2 separate regions of the Mus musculus genome follow, and region 2 is linked to region 1. Evidence: chromatin contacts called from public HiChIP or PLAC-seq data. All regions are on one chromosome and are shown on one strand. Each heading gives the region's core, a stretch centred on a gene start, on an enhancer-like site or on the middle of the called end of the contact. The rest is flanking DNA. Distances are from core to core; before and after follow the strand shown.

The links. HiChIP or PLAC-seq counts read pairs in DNA pulled down with a chosen protein or histone mark.
Region 2: a contact with region 1 is called in an H3K4me3 HiChIP or PLAC-seq map of bone marrow-derived macrophages, with 2.9 times the contacts expected there. The contact joins the enhancer-like site here to the promoter of Uhrf1bp1 in region 1. A contact is called at or near these places in 9 of 115 datasets of contacts at active chromatin or transcription factors (astrocytes, bone marrow-derived macrophages, craniofacial prominence and 6 more).

Annotation. Positions count from the first base shown.
Region 1 is chr17:27,854,042-27,860,197 of GRCm38.p6, reverse strand. Uhrf1bp1 (UHRF1 (ICBP90) binding protein 1) reads right to left here and starts at 3,691. Exons shown (of 21, transcript NM_001080769.1): 1 at 3,404-3,691. The coding sequence starts at 3,447.
Region 2 is chr17:27,531,806-27,537,961 of GRCm38.p6, reverse strand. No RefSeq gene overlaps it. Among named protein-coding and RNA genes, the nearest start is that of Grm4, 21 kb to the right of the region's middle. Within about 2 kb of position 2,976, at least 18 of the 459 cell types and tissues checked have an H3K27ac peak or open chromatin away from gene starts, as enhancers often do. A contact at or near this core is called in bone marrow-derived macrophages and pancreatic cancer cells, where this site is marked.

The DNA.
Region 1 (6,156 bases), core at 2,442-4,941:
TGCCAGACCCTATAACGAACACCGACCGCATCCCTACTCCTCAGAAACATTCTTGCCAGCTCCCATTACTCTTCTCATCACTTACAGCCAACAACAGCATAGTTGGGGACATCCTCCCTGATCAAGAACAGCGGGGCCAGACAGATCTGCTTTGTCGGAGTGGCTCCAAAGCCCCACATCCTTTCCATTTACGGAGTGCCCTGGCCGATTGCACATCCTACCGTATACCCTCTTACTTGTCTAATCCCAGGTCACTAGCTGAAGTGGTCTAAAGCAGGAAACCCCAGGCATGGTGGGGTTACACCAGCATGACCAGTACTCCAAAGGCTGAGCCAGGTGGGTTCTCAAGAAGAGAGAACAACAGGAAAAAACAAATTCAGTGAAAAGTCTATTTTAGCATTTGTTTATGAAACAGGGTCTCAATAAATGGCTCACATAGGCCTCAAATTCAAGGCCTTCCTGCCTCAGTCTCCCAAATGCTGGGATTACAGGTGTACACCACTACTCCCAACTAATTCCCACAATTTTCTAAATAAATAACTATTTCATGTTGGTAAGTAGAACTCTTTTCACGGGTCCACTTCAATGAGCATTCAATGGGGCGTTAAAGCAATTCACATTGGACAATGGTCATCTAAAAATTCCAGCAGCCTCCCCAGCATCTTGGCCAGTACCTAGCTAGGGAATGCAATCAAAAGAAATAGCTGAAATTAATAAACTCACTGGAACGCAATTTGTTGTCACTGGCCTGTCCTCTCTGCTGTAGGCTACTGTCCCTGGAGTCACACTGCGCTGTCAGACACCTGCCACACCACAGTTAACAGCAGGAACTCTACAGACCTCCCTATCAGGTTCCACAAGCCACCTCCCTAGCTGTGGTGGAGAGTACAATGCATATCAAAGTCTCACAGGACCAAGGAGTGAGTCTGAGGTAAACAAAGGCCCTGGGAATTTGGGCCAACCAGATCCAGGTCCTACTCCTCTGCAGGGGGCTGAAGTTGCTGCCAAAACACAACTCTTCCTCCTCCCAGCCCCTAGGAAATCAGAAATGGCCCTCCACATCAGACACACTGTCCCTACTTTACTTAAAGCAAACAGGCTTTCTGCTCCCAGGAATCACCGAATGTGTCAGGGAAGACAGTTTGTTGCCAGCTCAGGTTACATGACACCCTGTCTTAAAAAACAAAAACAAAAAACAAAAACAAAGGCTCCAGGGTGTCTCATTACCATTGTATGCTCACTGGAGGTACAGGGCACACAGGGGAAGCTCCAGAGTAAGGAAGCTGGTTCTGTCTGTGCCTTTATCTTCTGGAAAAGTCACTTAGCTTTGCTAAGCTTGCTTCCTCCGTCAAGAGCGGGGTAGACGCCAGTCATACGCCTTTAACCCCAGCACTTAGGGGGCAGAGGCTGGAGAATCTCCGGGACTTTGAGACCAGCCTGGTCTAGATACAAGTTTCAGGACACCAAGACTACACATACTGAGACCTTGTCTCAAAAGGAAGGAAGGGGGGAAGGAGGGAGGGATGGAAAGAAAAAAAAAAGAGGAGGAGAGTGGGAGTAGAGGGAGGCATCGGACTACAGCAAGGGTCCTTCACTTATTCCAGGACGCTCTGAGAGACATTCAGATGTGTGCCCTCGTCACCCCCACACAAACTGCTATAGAAAAATTGCCTAAAGCCAGGCATGGTGTCCACTGCCAACCACTCCAGCACTCAGGAGGCTAAGGCAGGAAGCACAGTAACTCCAGCTACAAAGTAAGGGAGGCACTGCCTCAAGAGAGAGACAGAAGGACCGACCGACAGACAGACAGACAGACAGACAGACAGACAGACAGCAAGAGACAAAGAAAAGGTCAGCAGAAAGGCTCAACAGGGCAAAGTGTTTGCCTCACAAGTCTGATGACCTGGGTTTGATCCCCAGAACACATTGTGAAAGTGGAACTAGACAATGACTCCCCAGAGTTGCCCTGCAACCTCCACTAGCACACTGTGGCACTTCTGCACCTCTCTGAACGCACACAAAACAACACACACATACCCAATAAGAACAATTAGCCACACAAGTTGTAACCCCCAAAATGCCCGGTGTCCTACTGGGCGCTCTGTGAGGCTCTTAAATAAATCTTTCAATATAAAAACACATGGAGTCTTCTAATTTATCACTGTCTCACCACATGGTCCAAGTTGGCTGGGAACTCTACTGTAGGCTGGCCTTAAAACCCCACTCCTCCTACCTCAGCCTCCAAATGCTAGGACCTCGGGGGTGTGTGCACCACAGCAGCCTAGATAGTCTTTGACGTATCTACTACTACTATCTAGTTTGAAAGAGATAAACGTTGAAGAGGAAGTGCCCAGACTCCAGGAGCCGGCCCTTCAGTCATGCACATAACAGTTAATCAAACAAGGTATCTGAATCTAGCTAATAAATGTCTAAGATCACATAAGCCAATGTCAGCCAGGCAACGGGGGACACCACGTCAGGGACAGAGGCTCACACAAGCCCTGGTGTTCCATGTTGACTGGCAACACTCACACACACCTCTTGAAAACCACTAGTCACTGTGCTGCCAAACTCTGGATCACTAGAGCCTCTGAGACAACCTAAATTAACAACCATCACCAAGCTAGAATAAGCAGCGAAAACCAACTGCAAAGCTAGCTCCCAATTTTCGCAGCCACCCATTCTAACAAGCTGCATCATCACGCAGAGACCAGGAGTCCTTCAGATATAGCTGAAAAGTGTCTTGCCAGCTAACCCGTCATGCCCCAAATACAGAGCGACAGGACAGCTTAACAGGAGGCCACAAAGCACAAGTGGACACTGGCTGTCAAACAAACCTCCATGGCATCTTAAAGGGAAGGCTGCTGAAACTTTATCCCCCACCTCCGCTGACCTTTCTCCAATCCGTCTGTGTACGGAGAAGAAAGCGGACCCAGAAAGGAGGGAGGTCCGAAAGGACGACCAGCCTCGGGTGAAGGGTTTATATCTTTTCAAGAGTGATGCAACAGGGTCAGACAGAAGAGGAGGAGCTCGCCTCACAGAAGGAGAAAGCCGGCGTCGGCGCTGCAATCGAAGGGGACCTGGGTAATCCAGCACGGAGCGGCAAAGCCAGAAATGAACCGGCGCTGGGCGGCTCGGCAGGCGGGAAGAGGCCTCCAGGGCTGGCCTGCCAGGTTCCGTGCGGGTCTGGAAGGTACGGCCAGGAAAGGGCTGGGTGACCCGCGCCGAGGAAGGAGGCGGCGACGGGGGTGGGGAGGAAGGTGGCCCGGGCGAGGGAGTAATGCAGCGCCGACAACGGCCCGCAAGAGTTGAATCGCGCCTGCAGGGAGCCGCTCGCCCAGAGCGGCCGGAGGGAGGTCGGAGGGCTCGGAAAAGGACCGAGTACGCGGGGTGGCGCTCTCACCGGGACAGATGCTTCAAGATCTGCTTCTTAATGATCCCGGCCATGCTGCAGCCCGGGCCCGCGTGGAATGCAGGCAGACGGGCAGCCGTGGCCTCCTCAGTTGTGGAAAAGAGGCGTCCTCTCACCTCGCCGCGGCGCGGGCACCGGCTGCCGTAGCCACAGTGGCCGCCATGGCTCTCTGTCGCCCCTAACTCAGCGCCAGGAGTTCCGCCGCGTTCCCACCCGCCCGTGCGGCGCCGCAGGATCCCGCGGAGCAGAACCCAGACCGCACGCCACCCTCCGGGATCCCCGTGGCGAGAGCGCACGGCGAGGGGCGGGGACGCGCGCGGCGGCACAGGCGCAAGGGATGAGGGGCGGGGCGGCGGGAGCTCAGAGGCATAGGGGGCGGGGCAACTGCGCGGGGCGGGGCTTACACGCTCAGAGGCGGGGCTCACTCTTCCAGAAGGTAGATGGTGGCATTCGCCTTTACTCCGAACTCTCCAGAGCCAGAGGCAAGCAAATATAGGACCTTGAGACCAACCCTGTCTACATGGGGACTACCAAGACAGGGTTACATTAAGAGACCTTGTCTCTTCTGAGTTCGAGGCCAGCCTGGTCTACAAAGTGAGTTCCATGACAGCCAGGGCTATACAGAGAAACGCTGTCTCGAAAAACCACAAAAAAAAAAAAAGACCCAAGAAATCTAACCTTTAATGCTTCCAGTTTCAAGAAAAATATCTGCAGTTATTAAGCTGCTAAATACATAAGGCCTCCGTGATAAAGTGCTCGCCAAGCCTTGGGCCACTCCATTAAACACAGATGGAGGCTCCTTCCACTCTTCACTGTATCCAGGAGATACTCAGATACCATCTGACCAAAGCTACAAAACTGGGGCAAGGGCTGAATCCTGTTTCCATGCATGACAATGGCTCAGTGCAGGATCTCATTTCCCAATGCACCATTCTGACAAACTGCTGAGGTCAAAACGCCGAACAACCACAGCAAACCTAACCAACATACTTTGCTTAAAGCCCCCTTTAGGAAATTTAAATGTCTATTGATCATTAGTACATGACTCAATATACTTAACTGCCTTTTGAAAAGGGAGCAATGGAAATGAGAGCCAATGTCTTTAATTCTCGCTATTTCGTGTGGTTTTGCTTTCTTGGTAAGTTTGGCGGGAGTAGGAATTAATTACATCAAGCAAATGAGGTAAGTACTCCACTCAGACGCACCGCCCCCCAAAGACGGAGTGTTTTTATTTATCTGTGCATTCCTATGTGAGTGTGAATGTCATGTGCCCACAGAGACCAGAAGCTGTCAGATTCTTTGGCACTGGAGTTACAAGTAGTTGTGAGCCACTTGGTGTGGGTGCTGAGCACTGCACCTAAGCCCTCTAGAGCAGCACTTAGCAGGGAGCCATCTCTCCAGTCCCCAGGTCTTTTAAGTTTACTCTTGGAGCCCAGCGTGGTGGCGCAAGCCTTTAATCCCAGCACTCTGGAGGCAAAGGCAGGCGGATTTCTGAGTTTGAGGCCAGCCTGGTCTACAAAGTGAGTTCCAGGACAGCCAGGGCTACAAAGAGAACCCCTGTCTCGAAAAACCACCAAAAAAAAGTTTACTCTTGGTTGAGATTGAGACAAGGTATCCAGATATAGCCCTAGATGGCCCAGGGATTGCTATGTAGATAGACCAGGATGTGGCCAAAGTGGCAGCCATCCTCCTGTCTCTGCCTCCTGAGCGCCAAAAAATGTGGCTGTTCACACCACACCTGGCTATACTGTTTTAGTCACTGCAACTAACATTCATTGAGCTTTCACAAGCTGTCGTAAGTTCCTTCTGAAACTTTATTCATAACTAGCAATGTTTCCAGATTGAGATTTAATTTTAATTTTAAACACTGAGACAAAAAACATGGCACAAGCCTTTAGTCCCCACAATCAGGAGGTGGAAAAACAGGTGGATCTACTTGAATCTGAAGCCAGCCTGGTCTACAGACTGAGTTTCAGGACAGCCAGGGCTACACAGAGAAACCCTGTCTCAAAATTAATCAATCAATCAATCAAAAAGAGAGGATTGAGAAGGAGGGGGGGTGGAAATTGTCGGACAATAGTTTTTCTTGTTGAGACAGGGTTTTCCTGTGCAGCCCTGGCTATCCTGGAAATAATTTCTAGACCAGACTGGCCTAAAACTCACAGAGATAGGCCTGCCTCTGTGCCCCTAATCCTGAGTGCTGGGATTAAAAATGTGCGCTGCCACACCCAGCTGATACTATGCTCTTAAAATCCCAGTCCTCATGAGCTGAGGTAGTTCAAGGCCAACCTGGGCTATATAATACAATGCCATCTCAGGATAGCAGCCAGGCATGAGGGAAGCACCTAGGAGGAAGAAGCAAGACTATTAGGAATTCAAGGTTGTCCTCAGCTCTATAGTCATTTCTAAGACAACCCAGGTTCCAGGTGACCAGTATCTTTATTTTTCTGCATACACACCAGAAGAGGGCATCAGATTCCATTAGAGATGGTTATGTTCCACCATGTGGTTGCTGGGGATTGAAGTCAGGACCTGTGGAAGATTAGACAGTGCTCTTTACCTCTGAGCTATCTCTCCAGCCTGGAGACCATATCTTGAAAAAATGGAAGGGAAATTGGAGAGATGGCTAGGTAAATAAGAGCACTGGCTGCTCTTCCTGAGTTCAATTCCCACCTCTGACACCCTCACACATATACATGCAGGCAAAATGCCAATGAACATAAAATGAAAATAAGTTACATAAA
Region 2 (6,156 bases), core at 1,727-4,226, 320 kb after region 1:
GGTCAGTAGGGTCCCAGCAAGTGTGTGTGTGTGTGTGTGTGTGTGTGTGTGTGTGTGTGTGTGTGAGATTCTGAGCCCACAGCCCCTGCTCCCTGCCGGGTCCCCACATCATCTCAGGTAGCAGCAGCCACACTTCTCCTGACCAGCTTCCTAGGAGAGTGGGGTGTTTATTAAAGGGCACATCATAAAACTGTGTTAATTTGAAACGGACATGTGCACTATTGAAAGCTGACATCAGGACCAGTTCCTGAGGTCCCAAGTCCTGGGAGAGTGTTAGGGAAGGAGGTGGTGTGGGCTAATGAGGAGCAGGCTGCCTTTGTCCATTTGGTTTTAGGGACGGGGCTCTGTGTGCAGGGCTGGCCCCAACTCTTCCAGGACACTGTGATTGTATAATTGTGTGATTGTGTGCACAGCTGCTTCAGGCGCTGTTGCTGATTAAAAAAAAAATTGCCAGGCAGTGGTGGCGCACGCCTTTAATCCCAGCACTTGGGAGGCAGAGGCAGGCAGATTTCTGAGTTTGAGGCCAGCCTGGTCTACAGAGTGAGTTCCAGGACAGCCAAGGCTACACAGAGAAATCCTGCCTAAAAATAAATAAATAAATAAATAAATAAATAAATAAATAAATAAATAAATAAATAAACAAACAAAACACCCCCAAAACCCCAAACAAACAAAAACAAAATTGCTGTGTTTGTGTGTGTAACTGCACAAATCTATGTGTGGCACAGAAGTCGTCGTCAGATCCTGGGGTGATGTGAACCCCTGAACTAGAGCTACCTGGTGTGGATGCGGGGAACTGAGCCCAGGTCCTCTGCAGGAGCAATAAGGACTCTTAAATGTCTGATGAAGAGTGTGGGTGGGTGTGGGGACACTGAGTCCACGACTGACCTTTCCTGTGACCCTTCCCTGGGAAGCCCTCACCTCAGCCGTGTGGTCAGTGTGCTTTTGTCCTGACCATTGACCTCTCAGCGAGCAGCTGTCCCAGCTGCGCCCAGCTCTTGGCATGGCAGCGTGTTGTCCCAGAGCACTTGAGTGTGTTTTCTGACTGAACACAGGTAAAGGGGCAGGCACGGGCGTGTAGAGTCCACACAGGCAGTGGTGACCGTGGCAGTCTTGACTGTTAAGAAACACACCACCACATTCAAGTCGTAGCCTCTTCCGGCAGCCTCCATGGTTCCTTTCAGTAAAACCACGTCTCTGTGAAGGAATGCAACCCCTGTCCTGCCCAAGTTAATCCTGGAGTGGGAAGCAACCGCCCACACCTCATTCTCAGCCAGAGCCGAGGGCCTGGCACAGAACAAGCGACAGCAGACTCCCTGTAGTGACGCCAAGCTTGGGTCCCTAGCACCACCTAAGGCAGAGCTTCCCAGGCTGCTATGGTTTCCTTTCTCTTTTGAAACAGCATCCAGGTAGCCCTGGCTGGACTCCAACTCCCAGAGATCCCCCTGCCTCTGCGTTCCGAGTGCTGCAATTAGGGGCATGAACCACCATATTTCTTCTTTTCTTCTTCTTCTTCTTCTTCTTCTTCTTCTTCTTCTTCTTCTTCTTCTTCTTCTTCTTCTTCTTCTTCTTCTTCTTCCTTTTCTTCTTCTTCTTCTTCTTCTTCTTCTTCTTCTTCTTCTTCTTCTTCTTCTTCTTCTTCTTCTTCTTCTTCTTCTTCTTCTTCTTCGTCTTCTTCGTCTTCTTCTTCTTCGTCTTCTTCTTCTTCTTCTTCTTCTTCCTTTTCTTCTTCTTCTTCTTCCTTTTCTTCTTCTTCTTCTTCTTCTTCTTCTTCTTCTTCTTCTTCTTCTTCTTCTTCTTCTTCTTCTTCCTTTTCTTCTTCTTCTTCTTCTTCTTCTTCTTCTTCTTCTTCTTCTTCTTCCTTTTCTTCTTCTTCTTCTTCCTTTTCTTCTTCTTCTTCTTCTTCTTCTTCTTCTTCTTCTTCTTCTTCTTCTTCTTCTTCTTCTTCTTCTTCTTCTTCTTCTTCTTCTTCTTCCTCTTCTTCTTCTTCTTCTCCTTCCTCCTCCTCCTCCTTCTTCTTTTTTAAAGATTTATTTATTTATTAGCTGCACACTGCAGCACACTGCAGCTGTCTTCAGACCCACCAGAAGAGGGCATCAGATCCCATTACAGATGGTTGTGAGCCACCATGGGGTTGCTGGGATTTGAACTCAGGACCTTTGGTTTTTTTGTTGTTTTTTGTTTTGTTTGGGGGGGGGTTCAAGAAAGGGTTTCTCTATGTAGCCCTGGCTGTCCTGGAACTCACTTTGTAGACCAGGCTGTCCTGGAACTCAGAAATCCGCCTGCCTCTGTTCCTGAGTGCTGGGATTAAAGGTGTGCGCCACCACTGCCCGGCAGGACCTTTGGAAGAAGAGAACCTGAACGTCCAGTTCCCTGAGCTCTGACCCGTCTTCTGACCAGACACCAGGTATGACATGGTACACAGACATACATGTAGGTAAACATCTATACACATAAAGCATTGAAAAATGCTTTTAAAGTTATATTTACTTGTGTGTGTGTGTTTGACATGACACACCGGTGCTGGTCGGAGAGCAAGTTGCAGGAGTCAGTTCTCTTCATCCATCATGTGGGGTCGTCGGGCTTGGCAGCCAGCGCCTTTATGTGCTTCTCTGTGGAGGAGGAAAGCTGAGTGGTTTGTCCCAGGCCACACAGCTAGTACTTCTAGAGTCTGCTATGGCCTACAGTTGTGACGATCTCATGCCTTTGTCCTTTGGGTACCTAACTCCAATTTTCTTCCCAGGAAGATGTGTAGAGTGGTAGGGAGACCCGAGGGTCAAAGGTGAACTTGAGGCGGCTGTGAAGGCACCAATGGACTTGGGTTTCTTCTACAGACAGGCAGCAGGTACCGCCCCATAACAAGTATCCATTAGGTGTTATCCCCAGAAAGACCTGCCAGGCATGTCCCAGCCTGTCCCTTACAGTCTGGGGGACCTGGGTCTCAGCGGGGCAGGCACCGCGTGGTTCAGCTTCCCCCACAGCCTCTTTGCGGTGCCCTCCTGAGTCTGTTAGAATCAGCCTGGGATGCTGCTGGCTTTGGTCCCAGCAAGGAGCGCTGTTGCCACCTCGTGGTCATAGCTGGCATTGCAGTGCCTGTTCTGAACAAGCGATCCCACGCCTGTTCTTGGGATGGACTGGGGTCACAAGGTGGGGAGGAAGAACAGAGGTGCTGAGGTCTGGTCTGTTGCTATGTATTGCAATGCTAAATTCTGTACCCGAAGGTCTAGGATCAAGTGGATTGTCACATTTACCAGCTTTTGTTGTACAACCGGTGTTTTTAATTTAAAACTATTGGTTAAGCTGGGCGTGGTGGCGCATGCCTTTAATCTCAGCACTCTGGAGGCAGAGGCAGGCGGATTTCTGAGTTCGAGGCCAGCCTGGTCTACAGAGTGAGTTCCAGACAGCCAGGGCTATACAGAGAAACCCTGTCTTTTTGTTTTGTTTTGTTTTTGTTTTTAAAGATGTATTTATTAGTATAAGTTCACTGTAGCTGTCTTCAAACACACCAGAAGAGGGTATCAGATCTCATTATGGGTGGTTGTGAGCCACCATGTGGTTGCTGGGATTTGAACTCAGTACCTTTGGAAGAGCAGTCGGTGCTCTTACCCACTGAACCATCTCACCAGCCGGAGAAACCCTGTCTTGAACCCCCCCCCCCCCAAAACAAAAACAAACCCAAAAAACAAAAACCAAAGCCAAACCAAACCAAAACAAAACAAAAACCTATTGGTTAAATAAAAACTGGCTACAGCCAGTTTCTGGAGGGGTTAGAGTTAGATGGGTTTTGAGTTACCTGGTTAAAGAGGAGGAGGAGAAGAGGGAGAACGAGGAGGAGAGGGGAGAAGGCACCATGAGAGATGTACAACACTGTAGAAATAGCTAGGCCAGCAGTTAGAACAGTAGATTAGGGGTTATCCACCCCCAGTCATTGTCAAAGCCAAATAAAATAACCATAGTCTGAGTCTCATTTATTTGTAATCTAGTTGGGGATAAATTGGTTGTAAGACACAGGCATAGGGGAGGTAGGTGGGGTAGGCAGCGAGGCCCCTTGTGGGTTCACAGGCCACTCAAGCATCCACAGGTGGCTCTCTACCACCCATTACAGCTTGCAGGGAGAAGGGACTCCTGTGGACAGGCTGATGAGCAAGGCGGAGGCAGCGCCTTCCAGAAGGTCTCTGGCCTGCGGAGTCTGCCTGCAGCCAGCAACTCTTGAGTTCAGTGTGTTGAGAAGTGCCAAGGGGGCAGGCTCCTCAGCAGCCCCTGCCATCAGGCGAGGGAGGTGAGAGGCCGCCCCCACACAAGGGAACCAGAGCAGGAGTCAGACCTTCTTTGTGTTTTCTTTCTTTTTAAAATTAGTTTGTAACTATGGGTGGTTTGCCTGCATGTATGTATGCCTGTGTGCCTGCAGAGGGCAGCAGAGGCCATCAAATTCTCTGGAACTGGAGTTACAGATGGTTGTGAGCCACCATATGGACACTGGGAACCAAACCAGGGTCCTCTGTAAGAGCAGCTGGTGCTTTGTTTTGTTTTGTTTTGTTTTTCAAGACAGGGTTTCTCTGTGTAGCCCTGGCTGTCCTGGAACTCACTTTGTGGACCAGGCTGGCCTCGAACTCAGAAATCTGCCTGCCTCTGCCTCCTGAGTGCTGGGATTAAAGGCGTGCGCCACCACGCCCGGCCAGCTGGTGCTTTTAACTGCTGAGTCTCCATCCCTGACTTTTGTACCTGGTCATGTTATGATGAAGTGATGGTATATAAACATATTTTAGTGTGAGTATGTGTGTGTGTGTTTGTGTTTTGGCTCTCACACATAGAGTTTGTACAAACACATACATAATTTGATTTTTGCACTAGAGTCTCCAGACTGGTATTTCTCCTTATTTCTCCTGCTGTATTTCATGAGTTCTTGGATTAGGATACAGTCATGCACCACCATACTCAGCTTATCTCACACTCACACCATATATATATATATATTTTTAAATTTTTTTAAATTTTATTTTTTAAAAATTTTTCCCGAGACAGGGTCTCACTGGGTAGCCCTGGCTGTCCTGGAACTCACTCTGTAGACCTGGCTAGCCTCAAATCAGAAATCTACCTGCCTCTGCCTCCCAAGTGCTGGGATTAAAGGCATGTGCCACCACTGCCCATCTCCCATATATTAAATTTTTTGAGACAGGATATAGTCTTATATCTTTCTCAACCCTATTTTTTTTCTTTTTTTAAAGATTTATTTATTTATTATATGTAAGTACACTGTAGCTGTCTTCAGACACTCCAGAAGAGGGAGTCAGATCATGTTACAGATGGTTGTGAGCCACCATGTGGTTGCTGGGATTTGAACTTCGGACCTTCGGAAGAGCAGTCGGGTGCTCTTACCCACTGAGCCATCTCACCAGCCCCCTCAACCCTATTTTTAATGATGGTTCTTAAACGCTTTAACCTCCCTTCTCCCCCACCACCCTCCAGAAGTGTGGAAAAGAAAGGTTATTAGGATACAAGAGAAGTGGACCTGTTTAAAAAATTTTTTTTTTTTTTTTTTTTTTTTTTTAGCAAATCCCATCTGCGTTGTCAGGAGATCAGCAGTTCAGTACCCAGGTTAGCAGTGGCCGCTCGATCCACTCGCAAATACTTCCCAAATCTACAAGAAGTTCAGTTCAGTAGTGTCAGCATGAATCAGCAATGGTGGCATGACTCAGCAGAAATAGCCAGGCTTTGGCCTTGAGCACCTAGGAAAAGTTCTCTGCCGTGCCTCTCTCACCAAAGTGAAGATCAGCAAAGACTGGAGACCGAGAAGCGCTGCAAAGCTAGATATGCAAGCCTGGTTCACTGACCATTGAGTCCTATTTATACTCCCTCCAGACATCACGGGTCTTGCCTCCTTCACAAGTCTTGCCTCACCGTGTGTCTGTCTCAGCCCGAGTCTGTGGAAATGGCAAAAAACTGCCCGAACAGGACCAGAAAGTTTTTTGGTGCATTTCTCTCTGTGGAGTCACAACAAACGGAGCTCAGCTACCTAATGTAAGGCAAACCCAAACCTGTGTGTCATTAGTGAAGAGTCCCTCATGACGAGTCCTTTCATGTGCTTGCTTTAACGAAACATCCTGGGCCAGCTTCAACGAAACACTCCTTCACGTGTCTGCTTTAGCGAAGCGTCCT